2 separate regions of the Mus musculus genome follow, and region 2 is linked to region 1. The links are chromatin contacts, called in public promoter capture Hi-C maps. All regions are on one chromosome and are shown on one strand. The core of a region is the stretch at or near the end of the contact, and the rest is flanking DNA. Distances in the headings are between cores, read along the strand shown.

Region 1 (6,929 bases), core at 4,177-6,676:
GAATAAGAAACTTTTCTCTTGTTTTCTACGACCAACTTACCTTCCCTAGCTTCGTACACATCAACTTGAAAATTCCTCTTTGCAAGAAAGCAGGCATTCAGTGCTCCAACCTAGAAATCAAAACCATATTTTTCATATTTTCATTTGGTTCTGTACATACATAGACATTTTGGTAGAAAACGCAATATTTGGTACAGACAACAAGCAGTGTAGTATACGTGGGTCTCACTGGCTACGCTAGGCACAGAGTCTCGCACAAGTCAGTGGAGGGCTGAGGTCTGCTTCCATGGTATGGTCCATTGCCTAGATAAAAGTTGACCCTAAGATCTGGGGGGAAAAGGATGTCCTGAGTGGAGGGTTCTAAGGTCGGGAGCTGAAGACCCGTGCCTTCTCCTTAGGTGTCTGAGATATTTTAAGGAGCATCATTGTTGTCACCCCAGTGTAACTCAGACATGGGACAGCTTCCTAATTTGCTTGTGTTTCTCCTTAAAAGTTCCTCACATTCTGTGTTTATTTGCACATTTGTCTTTCCTCAAGGCAAAGGAGAGAAAGACATAACCCTTGTTGCTCTGGACAAAAGAGAATTCGTTCTGCTTCTTGGTTCATGAAATCATCATGAACCAGAAAACATGAATTGCCAGATCGCTTATTCTTGTGATTATTATGTCAACTTAAATATTCACATCATGACATATACTCAGGAGAAGACTCTATACATGCAAATGAGGGAACAGATGTTAGAATGTTTAGAGAAGACTTTTTCATCATCCAATTAAAAAGAACTTATTCTTTAAGCATTCTAAATGATGATTACAAAGGAATGGATGATTAAGTTCTAGAATATTTATGCAAGGAAATGCAACAACATGAACTTTTTAGCAATAATATAAACAAAGAGTGAGTTACAAATGTAACTCATGTAATTGAGGCTCAAATGAAGCTAAATGGAAACACAGACTATGTATTCCGCTGCCAGAGCTGGTCCTATGGCTTGGGATGCAGGCTTTGCACCTTGAACGTATCTCCTCTCAGCTGCTGTAGAAAGTGCATAATTTGGAAAGACTGTCAGTGTCATCTTCCACTGTTAGGTGGCAAAGTGGCTAAGAAGACAAGAAGATAACATGGAAATATAATGTGTAAGCCATTCCAAGCCTCCCACAGCTCTCTTAAGGCACAACTGGATTCCTGACCACAGGGAGAGAATGAAGGAAGGAAGAAACTGGGCAGGATTAGACGCCTGGGCACAGTAAGGACGACTTGGTGAGGGCGCCCTCCCACAGAGATGTGGACATTTAGGAACTAACGCTGCACATGTTTTAAAGCACTGCACCAAGGGCCTAATAGTAAGCAGGTAACAGATGACCTGTGTAGGATACGTGTTTTACATGTAGGCAAGACTGGGTCCTGTGAAGTACTTCAAAAAACCCACTAAGACTGTTAGAGAGATATAGGCAGAAGGCATAGAGTTAAAACTTCTTTGATGAAACCAAGCCCATGTAAAACCTTAAAAGATGGAGGAGGGTTCACAGAAACATCAACGTGTCCCTTGATCTCCTGAACAAAGGAAGACAGACTTCCACAGCCCACCAGAGTCCATACCACGTGCTGTTAGGATGTCCTCGGGATGGAATGACAGGGAGAAATCTCAGGGCAGAAAGAGTGGGAAGCAAAATGGACGGGCACACAGAGGACCTGGACTAAATGGGTTACAAAACCAAACTGAAAGGGAGGAGGGAGGAGGGAGGAGGGAGGAGGGAGGAGGGAGGAGGGAGGAGGGAGGAGGGAGGAGGGAGGAGGGAGGAGGGAGGAGGGAGGAGGGAGGAGGGAGGAGGGAGGAGGGAGGAGGGAGGAGGGAGGGCAATTAGAAAGGGTGAAGAGAGAGTAACTACAAGAAGAAAAAGAAAATGAGGTACATCTACACAACGGAGTTTTATTTAGCTGGAAAACAGTGAAGTGATAACATTTATAGGAAAGTAGGTGGCATCGGAGGTGATTGTATCAGGTGGAGTAAGCAGAATCATGAAGACAAACAGCATGCTTCCTCTCATATATGAAATGCAGATTTAAACATGGTGGCGATTAAAGGAGGAAAGCAACTTGAGAGGGGAGGAAGAAGTCTAAAGGGGGAGGGGACCCAGCAGGGTAATGGTATATATATATGAGGGAGGACAGGGAGGGCACTCACTATCTGAAGGAGGAATGAGAAGGAAGCATAATGAAATACATACTATCATACTATGAAAACATCACAAAAGAAATTCATTCATTTGCAAACAGTGATTTAAAATGTCAGCAAAAACTGAATTGAGATTTACTTTAGTATTAATAAAATCAGAGCACCAAGGAAGACAAACAGTAAGTCCTCTCCATGTATATATCAGGAATATTTACAGAAACTATACACTTGGCCCAAATGACACACTGTAAAGACCTGAGATTGCATGAGTTTTGTGGGGTTTTATGGGTCAAAATGTTTCCTTCAGGGAAAGTGGGAGTTCCTGATTTGGGTGTTAGGAACATCCAGGTGGAGAATAATGTAGAGATCTCTGTGTGAAAAATGCAAAAAAGGCAGAAGAGTTGAGATCAAACACTCAGGATCTAGCTTTAGCCCAAGAGGAGGGAAACTGTGGAAAGTAGGGTTTGCTGAGCCTCTGGGTGGCAGCGGACACTCCTGTGCCTCTGGGGTGTACTTGCTCTCTATGATGAGTTAGCATTGGCTCCTGGGTAGAAAGATCTCTGAAAGGTTGCTGAGCAGCAATAACACTTGAAACCAACTTTTCAGCATTTTTGAATTTGAAATCCGCCGTCGGGGGAAAAAAAAATTTGCAGTAAGGAAAGCTGAGCAGCTTCAGGGCACGTGTAGGAAACAACTCCACTGTGAAAGTACTGTTTGAGTGTTATTTGGGGAGAAATCTATGGAAAATGGACAGACTTTTGCATCTTCTAAAATCAGGTAGATTTGTTCCCTTCCATCATTGCTGCTACTCTTGAGTAGCATGGATGTACAGCAGCTTTCTAGAGCCAGTGTCTTGGCTCTCCCCAATTTCTCTAGATGTTCTCTATAAAAAGCCTGAGGATGTTTGTTTGTTTGTTTGTTTGTAGACAGAGACTTGTTATAAAGCCCAGACTTGTCTGGAACTTCCATCCGTCCTCAGCCTCCCGGTGATGTGATTACCAGCATACACTACCATGCCCAGCACGTAGGATCCCGGTGATGTGATTACCAGCATACACTACCATGCCCAGCACGTAGGATCCCGGTGATGTGATTACCAGCATACACTACCATGCCCAGCACGTAGGATCCCGGTGATGTGATTACCAGCGTACACTACCATGCCCAGCACGTAGGATCCCGGTGATGTGATTACCAGCGTACACTACCATGCCCAGCATGTAGGATCTTTCAAAATCATAGTCTTCCTTCTTACTAAAATCCACCCCCCTCCCCCAAGGCCTTTAAGCATAACACAACTTTGAACAAAATCCACTCTTCTTCCCTGATGTTCTAAGATGTTATAGGCTCTGACCAAGTCTGTTTCCCATCCAGTGGAGGTGGTGGGTCCCATCCCTCCATCGGAGGGCTGTCCTTGACTGGCCTACAAACAGAAACTGCCAAGATCCTCTTGTCCTCTCGTAGCAATGCTGTGTTTGGGTTGCTCTGATAGCTCACTGCTGACTCCCCTCTCTTGTTTCCTCCTCCATTGCCCTTCTCCTCCCCAGAAGGCTCACTCCTTTATCCATAGTACCTTAAACAATACAGGTAGCAATGCATACATTCTCATTTTGTTCAATAATTTGATAGGAGAGAGTTAGGGCAAAGGCTGGCCTGAGGCCTGACACCCACAGTACACGATGCTCTTCCTGAGTGCTCTGTTTTGCTTGGCCTTGCTGAGACATGGGCTCTTAGGCTCTTACTGTGTATTCCAGGTAAACTTCAACCTCACTCCACTACCCTGTCCTGCTGAGTGCTAGCATTACAGATGTGGGCAACCATACCTGCTTCTCTAGAATCAGATAATAATAAAGGATCTGCTATATTCATTTTCCCGAGAAGCGGTGTGACCGGATTGTAGAGAGGTTCTCTTCTTAATTTTAAAGAGCATCTGTGATGATTTCAATTAATTGGAACCAGTTTTAGAATACTGAAGTTCTATTGAGAGAAAAAAATGTACGCTTTTGTTATTTGCTTACTTGCTTGTTTTAAGGGAGCTAGCTTTGGCTAAGAAAATACGACACACATACACACTCCTCTCAATACCATCTCACCTCTTGCTAGGTCTGAGTGACAGCCTTGTGACCTTACCTGCTCGCATAAGAAGTAAGGGACCCACTCACTACCCTGTCAATGGAGCAGCCAAGTAATTTGGGTGGGCAAGTGTGTTACTTCCCACTTATCAGAATAGCTAGTGAGTATCTAATAGGGTTTTTTTGTTTGTTTGTTTTTGTTTTTGTTTTTGTTTTTTAATTTCATGTGTCTTGACCCTTTTCTTCTGAGTAGAGAGTACTGGGCTTATTAACCAGAGTGGGACAAAACTTTTTTATTATAATGACCTGAGATACATTCCTGTTTTAAAGAAAAGTCATGTTTGGAAGCAAAATAAAGTGAAATCTGTTTTGTCTTTTAGGGGATGCTAAATCAAAATGATAAAATAGACACTCGTGTATTTAGTGGATATCAAATACAGTTCCTGGAAGGAATAATTTAAAACAAATGCTGTTACCCATATTTATTGCCGTGATGGCTGCTGGTGAATGAACGAATGAAGAAAATATGGTACACACACACACAATGGAGTAGTGTTTGGCGGTAAAGAAGAATGAAATCCTGTTATTTAAAAACAAAAATGTGTCTTAGGTCATCTCAGTAAGAATGAGTGGATTTGGAGGACATTGGGATAAGTGAGATATAAATACATAAGACAAGTTCTGCATATTTTCTGTCACGTATGGAAATTACTCGCGCGCGCGCGCGCGCGCGCACACACACACACACACACACACACACACACATACATGGGGTGGGGAGAGGTAAGAGAGGGAGAGAAGAAGAAGAAAGAAGACCTAAAATTTTAAGAGAGACTGAGGAGATGTGGGAGACGGAAGAGTGTGGAAGGGTAGAGAGACATAATCAGTACTGGACATGGTATTCATAGAAATGTCAGCGATCAGTGTGTATTAATAACTGTAGTGAAAAGCAATACCATATTTATAGCAAATATATTTAAACCTTAAAAGGTTTAACTATCAGAATCAACAACCCACACACAATAAAAAAATCATTAGTGAGATAATAATAATAAAAATAAATGCCCAAAGAGCAGTAAACGCCTGGGCAGTCTCACCAAACCACCGCCAATAACAGCCACTCTTTTCCCCTGAGTATCAGACGATGCCATAGCTTCCAGAACACCTCTGTTCAGGTCGGAACTCTCTGTCCTACATGCTGATGTTTTGCGATCTTTTTATTGCCAGAAGTCCAGAGCCTTTGTGAGCCAGAAGCAAGGTTTGGTCAAAGCTCACTTCCTCTGATAAGTGTTTAACTCACTAGAAGCTCAAAGTCTAATCAGCTTGGCTCTCGGAGACAATTCACCGCGATAACCAAAATTTCAAAAACCCAGTCTCATATGAGACACCTTTTCTGTTTAAATAGCATCCTCGGGGCTTTTCTTCTTCTCCTTCTGTGGTGTGTGTCAGTTTCGTTTTCATTCGAAATGTGGCTTTGAATGAAACTTGTGTTATCTGGGGTTCTGAAGCGTCTTCCCTTTCTCAGAGGGAGATGACCTGAATTCATAGCTAATTCCTGCTGTTACTGAGAACAACCACGAATTTGACCTGAAAGGACTTTGTGGGCTTGTTGCCTTAACTGTCTCTGCTGGGAAACATTCTCTGCTGTCATAATAATCTCCTGAGTAGGATTTCTAGAGGTGTAACTAGACTGACCAGAGTTTTGCTTTGTTTGTTTTTTTCTTGCCTAGGACTTTAGAATCTAGCTCATGCTTTGCCATGGGCAAGATGGTGAACACCCTGCATCTCTACTCAAATGTGTGGTTTGAGGGTGTCTCATCACTTTGACATCTCTACTTCATTTGAAACGTATAGTGCTTGGTTTGGGGGCCTATTCGTGAGTTGTGCTTCTTTTCTAGATCGTATTGTGATTAAAATAAAATAAGAGCATCAATGAAGATTTATTGGTTTTTCCAATTTCTGATGAGAACACAAATGGCATTTCTTTGGGTAGGGACTGGAAGGAAACACCACCCGATAGTGCCCCTGTAGGAGAGTATGTTAGACGTGCTAGAAAAAGGCTGAGTCATTATAGTATGCTATATATCACACAGAATGAAGTTAAAGATTTGGCAAGGGCATACAAAGAAGGGTAATATTGTAGATTCTGTCTCTTTAGGAGCCTATCTCTCTTGTCCAGAGACAAGCATCTTGCAGTGGTTTGCTGTGCTAATTCCTGGTTCCTCTCCAAGGTCCCTGAAGCTTTCTCTCCCTCCTTCCTGTCTTCCTTTCTCCATCCCTTCCCTTCCCTTCTTTCTACCTTCCTTGCTTTCCCTCTTGGCCTCATTTTCTCTCTTCCTCTTCATTCCCGTCCTTTTCAATATAAATGTTAGCAGATTTCACACCCCTTTCCACCCTAATTTTTCTTTCAATTTACTTCAGTATCAATATAGAGAAAAACGTGTCTTTTTAGAAGCTTTTTAAAAATGAAGGAGTATTGCACATGCAAGTAAAGTACTTAAGAATAAATGTACAGTACAATAGTTTCCAGCACAGCGTGTGCCTTTCACAGAGTCCAAGAAAGAAAATAGCACCAGCTTTCCAGTAGTCTGCTGCCTCAGGCCTCACACATGCTAAGCGAGCATTCTAGTTACCATGGGCTATTTCTTCAAGCCATGTTTTGTCTCATAAATGACTTCTTC
Region 2 (6,270 bases), core at 1,818-4,317, 1.1 Mb before region 1:
GTTAGATCTAGCTCACTTAACTAGAGGTTACTAGCTTACTTTAGCTAAAGTCTCTATTAATGATAAGAAGTATTCATATCTGCATCTTGCTAAAAACAGAATTACCTCTCTTTATTTTTTGTTTCCTTTAGTGATAAATGCCATGATTGACCCAGATGGGACTTTGGAGGCTCTTAACAACATGGGATTTCCCAATGCTATCCTGCCATCTCCACCAAAACAGAAGTCCAGCCCTGTTAATAACCACAGCAGCCCTAGTCAGACGCCAGCACTTTGCCCACCAGAAACTAGAGCCCTACACCCTGCTGCTGCGGGAGTGGCAGCAGCAGCCTCCACTGAGTTTGAGAATGCTGAATCTGAGGCTGATTTCAGTATCCATTTCAATAGGTTCAACCCTGATGGGGAAGAGGAGGATGTTACAGTACACGAATGACGTTTCCTTATTTGTTAGAGACATTACCCATGGAGTAAGTAGGGGCATTGGAAGCAGCATAATGTTGACATACAAAACAAGAGAGCTTGGTCAGCAACAATCTTGTTATCTTTGTCTTCTTGATTTATTTATTTATTTTTACTTCTAATGTGTCACACCAGTCTTTTCAAACCACTCAGACAGCCACTTGAAGCACACTCAGCAGAGGCAGCTTATATCGGCTTCGCCTTTTGTGGTTCTGTGATTTTCAGATGAAATCATATCATTTCATCCTTTCCCTTCATAGTTTTTTTTTGTTGTTGTTTGTTTGTTTTAAGCCATGCTGTGACCTACAAACAAACTAAAATATCCACATTTCTGAGCCCCTGTGTCTCCTGTGCCAAGCTGCCCCCTGAGATGAACTTTGGCACCCGCTGTACAGATTGTTAAACCTTTCAATTTGCTTCTTAATACTAGGGTTTATATTATTCCTCACAGTCACTGGACACAGCGCCGCCCTGCTCTGTAGAGTGAAGCAGACCCTCCACAGCAGCCGTCCTGCGTTCTAAGACTTTCCAACATAGTGTGATTTATAACTGTTGCTAAGTAACTTGTCTTGGGGTTTATGGAAATTAATTATTATGTTTGCACTAAGATTTACTGGGAGTGATAGATGGGCGTATGCATATATCACTAAGGACTGACATTTGTACATAGGAAGTTGACAATACTGTATTGTTTTAACCCCACAGTGTTTTACTCCACTTTTCATACAAAGCTATTTGGCACTTTTCTTTTTTTCCTTTTTTTCTTTTCTTCTGTTTTTCTTTTTAAGGAAATACGATTTTGTCTCTCCTTTTAGATTAAATTGCTAGGAAGGTTAAATTTGACAGATAGTTTAGGTGGAGTATATTTTTAAAATTAAGAACATGTATATTTGTCCTGTGTTACCAAGTTTTTATGTTACAGAAATGCCCCTCAAATGATCATGAGGTTAATTTTTCTTCATTAGGAGACGTGAAGATCAGTAGTTGTGAGAGTAGTTGATAGTTGCACTCCCAGTCATTGAATTGCTTCTGTGTTTCCCTGTAGGTCCATAGTAACCCTTTGTCAGTCTTACACATTTGTAAGGACCCTGCAAGACAGCAACAACGACTAAGGCTTTGGGCTTATCGCTACTAAAAAGAAAGCCTGTGAAAAATATCTTCTCTAAACTTGGTTTTTGTTACTGTTTTGTTTTCTTTCCAGTAAGCTCACATTTCAATAAGTTTTTAAATAAAGGAATTATTTTTGTGTTTCCAGAACACTATAATTTGGGTGAATCTTAATTCTTTTAAATATATTAATAGGCCTGGATTTACTCAAAGGCTCTAAGTCTATAAAGAGTAAACTGCAGCTTTGTGATGTGGTCTTTGATATCTTAGCAATAACCTACGCTACATTTGTTTTAAGGAAAAGGTAACTGCTCTTCAAGGTTTTTTTTTTTTTAGGATCTAAGAAATCCTATGATGTTGGATCAGTTAATAAAAATGCAAAATGTTTTTGTAAGATGTAAAACATAAGTCTGCTGTGTAATGGATCTCATATTTTTCTTTAAATTAAAAAACAGAAAAGGATTTGTTCTCCTTGTAAAGCTAAATTCACAGCTCTCATGAAGTAAAACTTCAAAAGGATTTTAACAAATGTAAAAGGGAAGTGAGATGCTTTGAAGGAACAAACAAAACATCGAAGCAGGGTCAGTCCATTTCAAGAAAAAGTTATGCATAATAATCATGATTGTTCCCCCCTTTAGTTAACGTTTGGTACTGAGTCTATCTACATGAAGAATACAAGATAAGGAGTCTAAGAAGGTATTAAATTATCTACTTACGTTATTGTTTGTTTACACAGTTTTGTTCAATTATAAACATTTGGCCTTTTACTATGTTATTTTTATTTTATATGAATACATTCTCCTTATTTATTTTTGTTACATTTATTACTTTATTTTGTTATGCATTTACAACTCCATTTTTAAATAAAGTGTTTCTGGAACTTTATGCAATGATCATAGATTTCATGTCTTTTACCATGTGATATATTTTCATTTATAAATTTACCAAACAACTTTTTATAAAGGAACCTTCCAGTTTTAATAACTATATGATCATCCAAAACAGTATTCTTAATGGATTACTAACAAATGTAATACAATAGCTTAATACTCTAGTGTAACATATGTTCATGGATGTGTGCATGTGCACATACAAGCACACACATGCATGCACACAAACACACACACAAGTTATTTGTAGTCAGCCTTGAGTCATCCAAAAGCTTTCTGACAGTAGTATATCGGGGAAACAAAGGAGAAGTTTAAATATCTTGAACATCTTCAATTTAAAAAATATCAATTTAGACTTTTTTTCATTCTCAGTGGGTCTCAAGAGTCTTGAATGTCTCCGTTATTAATCAATAGCAAGAATTTCACAGCTTGATTGTGTGGCTTTCCATATTCTAACCCTGTTACATGCTGCTTCTCAGTATAATTTCTGCCTGCTCTTCCACCCTGCACTGTTTACCCACAGCCCTGCCATTCCTCAGACCCTACCTACATCTTCACAAAACTTCCTTCTTTGATACCATAGCAAGTGTCTTGTATACTTTCATTTCCCCTCTTCATATGACACATGTGTATGTACTTCTCTTACGTCACTGCAGGTGTTTCCTGGGTAGAACGCCATACTTCTGTGCCATTGAACTTCCTTTGTGTCCTTGGCCTTGTCTTTTCCAGGGTAGACATCCTGTTCAGCTTCTGCATCCTCTAACTTCCTTCTTGTCCTTGGACCTGTTTGCTGTGTCTCTGGCAGGAACAACTCTTGAGGGATTTCAGTTGAATGTTTTGAGATCCAGACCTATTCCTGTGAATGTGGTCCTTCAACTCTGATCTATAAAATGAGAGCTTCATCTTATCTAAGGTTCTTGTAGTTCAAGGGACTATGAAATAATGCTTCAAAAACACTGCAAGGTTCTTATATATAAACTCACTGAAGTCGCCTAACCCATCAGATTCAGTTTTGCCCAGACCTAATCCATTCTGTAGCTACTGTCTTAACATACTAAGCAGTATACTCATCAGAAGTAAACGGTCCTTGATCCTACACTGAGAGGGTGAAAAGCCCATTTTCCTCTAGTACCATAAGTCATACTCCTGTTGCCCCTTGGCTGATCTTAAAGGGAATACACACTGCTCTGTATGCTCAGATTCCTTTTGATTCATTTTCATTCTCATCAGGTTGTAGGAACTTTGTAGCCCTTCTCTTCCCTGTTTGCTTTCCTGTGTGCTCTTGATTCACTGACACCTGCTATGCCACAGTCCAGTTAGGTCTTAAACACGGTCAGAGGCTCCCCAGAGCTGTGGTGGTACCACCCATGTCTGAGATACTCTGTTGGACCTGTAGTTGCATGCAAATTACAGATCTCCAGGAAATAGTCCACAACATGTCTAAGTTTGGGAAACCTTTATGTTATTTGAATGTGAGAGTGGCCAGTACAACAGGAATCTAGAAGGAATATCTGAGCCTCATAGCTGTATATTCAAAGTTTTGTTTAAGTTCCCTGAGCCGAGCTAAATCACTTCTCCCCCCCCCCCTCCCTTCCAAATGCAGTTTCCCAAACCATAAAGCCAGTCCCTTGCTGATGCCTATATGTAGCTGATGTTGCCACCTGGAGCCATTGCTTGTTGGAATGTTCACTGCTCTGCATTGCTCATATGCATACGGAAACATGCAGTAAACATTTGTTCCCTGAAATCTTCTTAGTTTCACCATACTGTTCAAGCTATTGCAAAGTCCTATTCTGAAGTGGATGGACGTTTGTAGTTTTAAGGTATGTAGTATTAGATCTAGAATTGGCAGATATTACATTTAATTCAACTGCTTCATATTTGAGGTAGTTGAGGCACAAATGTAGAAAAGAGTACGGCCCTGTTGGGCAGTTTACCAAGAGTGTTAGCTGCATTATCCCCACGACTCTTGAGTTTCTCTGTTAGAGATGAAGGAACCTGCAATAAGAGAATAAGTTTTGCCAGACGGTGGTGGTGCACGCCTTTAATCCCAGCACTCGGGAGGCAGAGGCAGGCAGATTTCTGAGTTCGAGGCCAGCCTGGTCTGCAAAGTGAGTTCCAGGACAGCCAGGGCTATTCAGAGAAACCCTGTCTTGAAAAAAACAAAAACAAAAACAAAACAAAACAAAACAAAAAAACATAAAAAAAAAAGAAGAAGAAAGAGAGAGAGAGGATAAGTTTCCCCAGTAGTCCAATTAGGATTTGACTTATGTATTCAGATTGTTCATGGTCACCCACCACTAGTTTTCAACTTAAAGAGCTGCTAAACTTGAGCAAGCTGACCCAATACTCAACCACCCTTACATGCCACAGCCCCAGCCCCAGAAAAAGTCCTTCTTTTGGAACAGAAGCCGGAAATCCTGCTGTTTCTTATAAACAGATGAAAGAGTGAACCAGCTCCTACAGAGCTGAATGTTGAGTCCTACAGAGCTGAATGGTGAGAGCTCTGTCTGTGGAGGAACTACCTCTTGTTTTAAAAGTGAAAGCCAGAACTGTGACAGAAAACTGGTAGCCCTGGATCAAGGCTGTCACCAGAAATGTGCTTGCAGCATTTCCCACATATCCCTGGACAAGGTGAATTAAGAGGAACTATCCCTTGGGACTAGGTGAGATGCAGCTAAAACTACTTGGAGGTGGGAGGAGGAGGAATTAATGCCAGTGCTTCTTGCAGATACAAATAGCATAGGGGTTCCAGTGTCACTTTACAATACTCAGGGTAGTGGCAATAGATTTTCATTGAAAAAAAAAAAAAGTTTTGAATGAGATTAATACAAACACTGTTACATCGTTTTGTTTACAGCTTCTATGCCCCACCCCCAAGTCTCCAGAGCTTTGACTTTGCCTACTTCCTTCTTGAGTAGAGCCTCCTCGGTAACCAAAAGAAGTCCCACTGCACTCAGTCCAGTTCCTCAGACTTGAGTTGGCCACAGGATGCATGGGTGAACTGCCATATCTGTGCTCCATTGCCAGTCCATGATTGTATACTGAGTCTCTTAAGAAAAACACCAATTGACATTGAGTTACCCTGCAAAACTTCATAATGTGCCCAGTTATCATGGCACACACCAGAGGCAAAGGTAGGAGAATCTCTGTGAGTTTGAGATCAGCCTGATCTACAATGTGAGTTTCAGACAACCAGGGCTACACAGAGAAAATAAACAACAAACAACAAAACCTTCATAACGTATAACAGGAGGAGGGTTTTTTTTTTAAGACAAAGATGGTACCATGGTATCAGAAAATAGTGTATAAATTCCTTTTAAAATTGTAGTTTGTCCTACAATGCAGTCATTTACTTTGCAAGAGGAATCTCTCATCCATGAAAAGGCATACACAGTGCTTATAGGAATAGTATTTATAATAGCCAGAACCTAGAAATGTAATCCGTGTTCACCAACAAAGAAGCAATTACACAGTCATAGAATGAAGTTCTGTTCAGCAATGGGAAGGAATAAGCCAGCTACAGACATATGTGGTGGTATCAGTTTAAGAACATGCAGAAAGAAGCTGACCCAGCAGAGAACAGGACCTAGCTCATATAATTCTAGGAAACTTGAAGCCAGTAGCCACTGAGCACAGATAGGAGATTGGAAAAATATAAAAAAGGAAATAAAATATAAAAGAGGAACCTATAGGGTTGCAGACCCCTTTATCACCTTGGGTACTTTCTCTAGCTCCTCCACTGGGGGCCCTGTGTTCCATCCAATAGATGACTGTGAGCATCCACTTCTGTATTTGCCAGGCACTGGCATAG

What was found. Promoter capture Hi-C pulls out the DNA fragments that hold promoters and counts their contacts.
Region 2: a contact with region 1 is called in a promoter capture Hi-C map of liver, with 2.2 times the contacts expected there. The contact joins the enhancer-like site here to the promoter of Kmo in region 1. A contact is called at or near these places in 5 of 39 promoter capture datasets (the 3T3-L1 cell line, the C10 cell line, hippocampal neurons and 1 more) and 2 of 115 datasets of contacts at active chromatin or transcription factors (astrocytes and large pre-B cells).

The regions. Positions count from the first base shown.
Region 1 is chr1:175,630,690-175,637,618 of GRCm38.p6, reverse strand. Kmo (kynurenine 3-monooxygenase (kynurenine 3-hydroxylase)) reads right to left here and starts at 5,426. Exons shown (of 15, transcript NM_133809.1): 1 at 5,346-5,426; 2 at 41-110. The coding sequence starts at 5,399.
Region 2 is chr1:176,729,843-176,736,112 of GRCm38.p6, reverse strand. Cep170 (centrosomal protein 170) reads left to right here. Exons shown (of 20, transcript NM_001099637.2): 20 at 132-2,460. The coding sequence ends at 433. Among named protein-coding and RNA genes, the nearest start is that of Gm26104, 32 kb to the right of the region's middle. Within about 2 kb of position 3,067, at least 51 of the 459 cell types and tissues checked have an H3K27ac peak or open chromatin away from gene starts, as enhancers often do.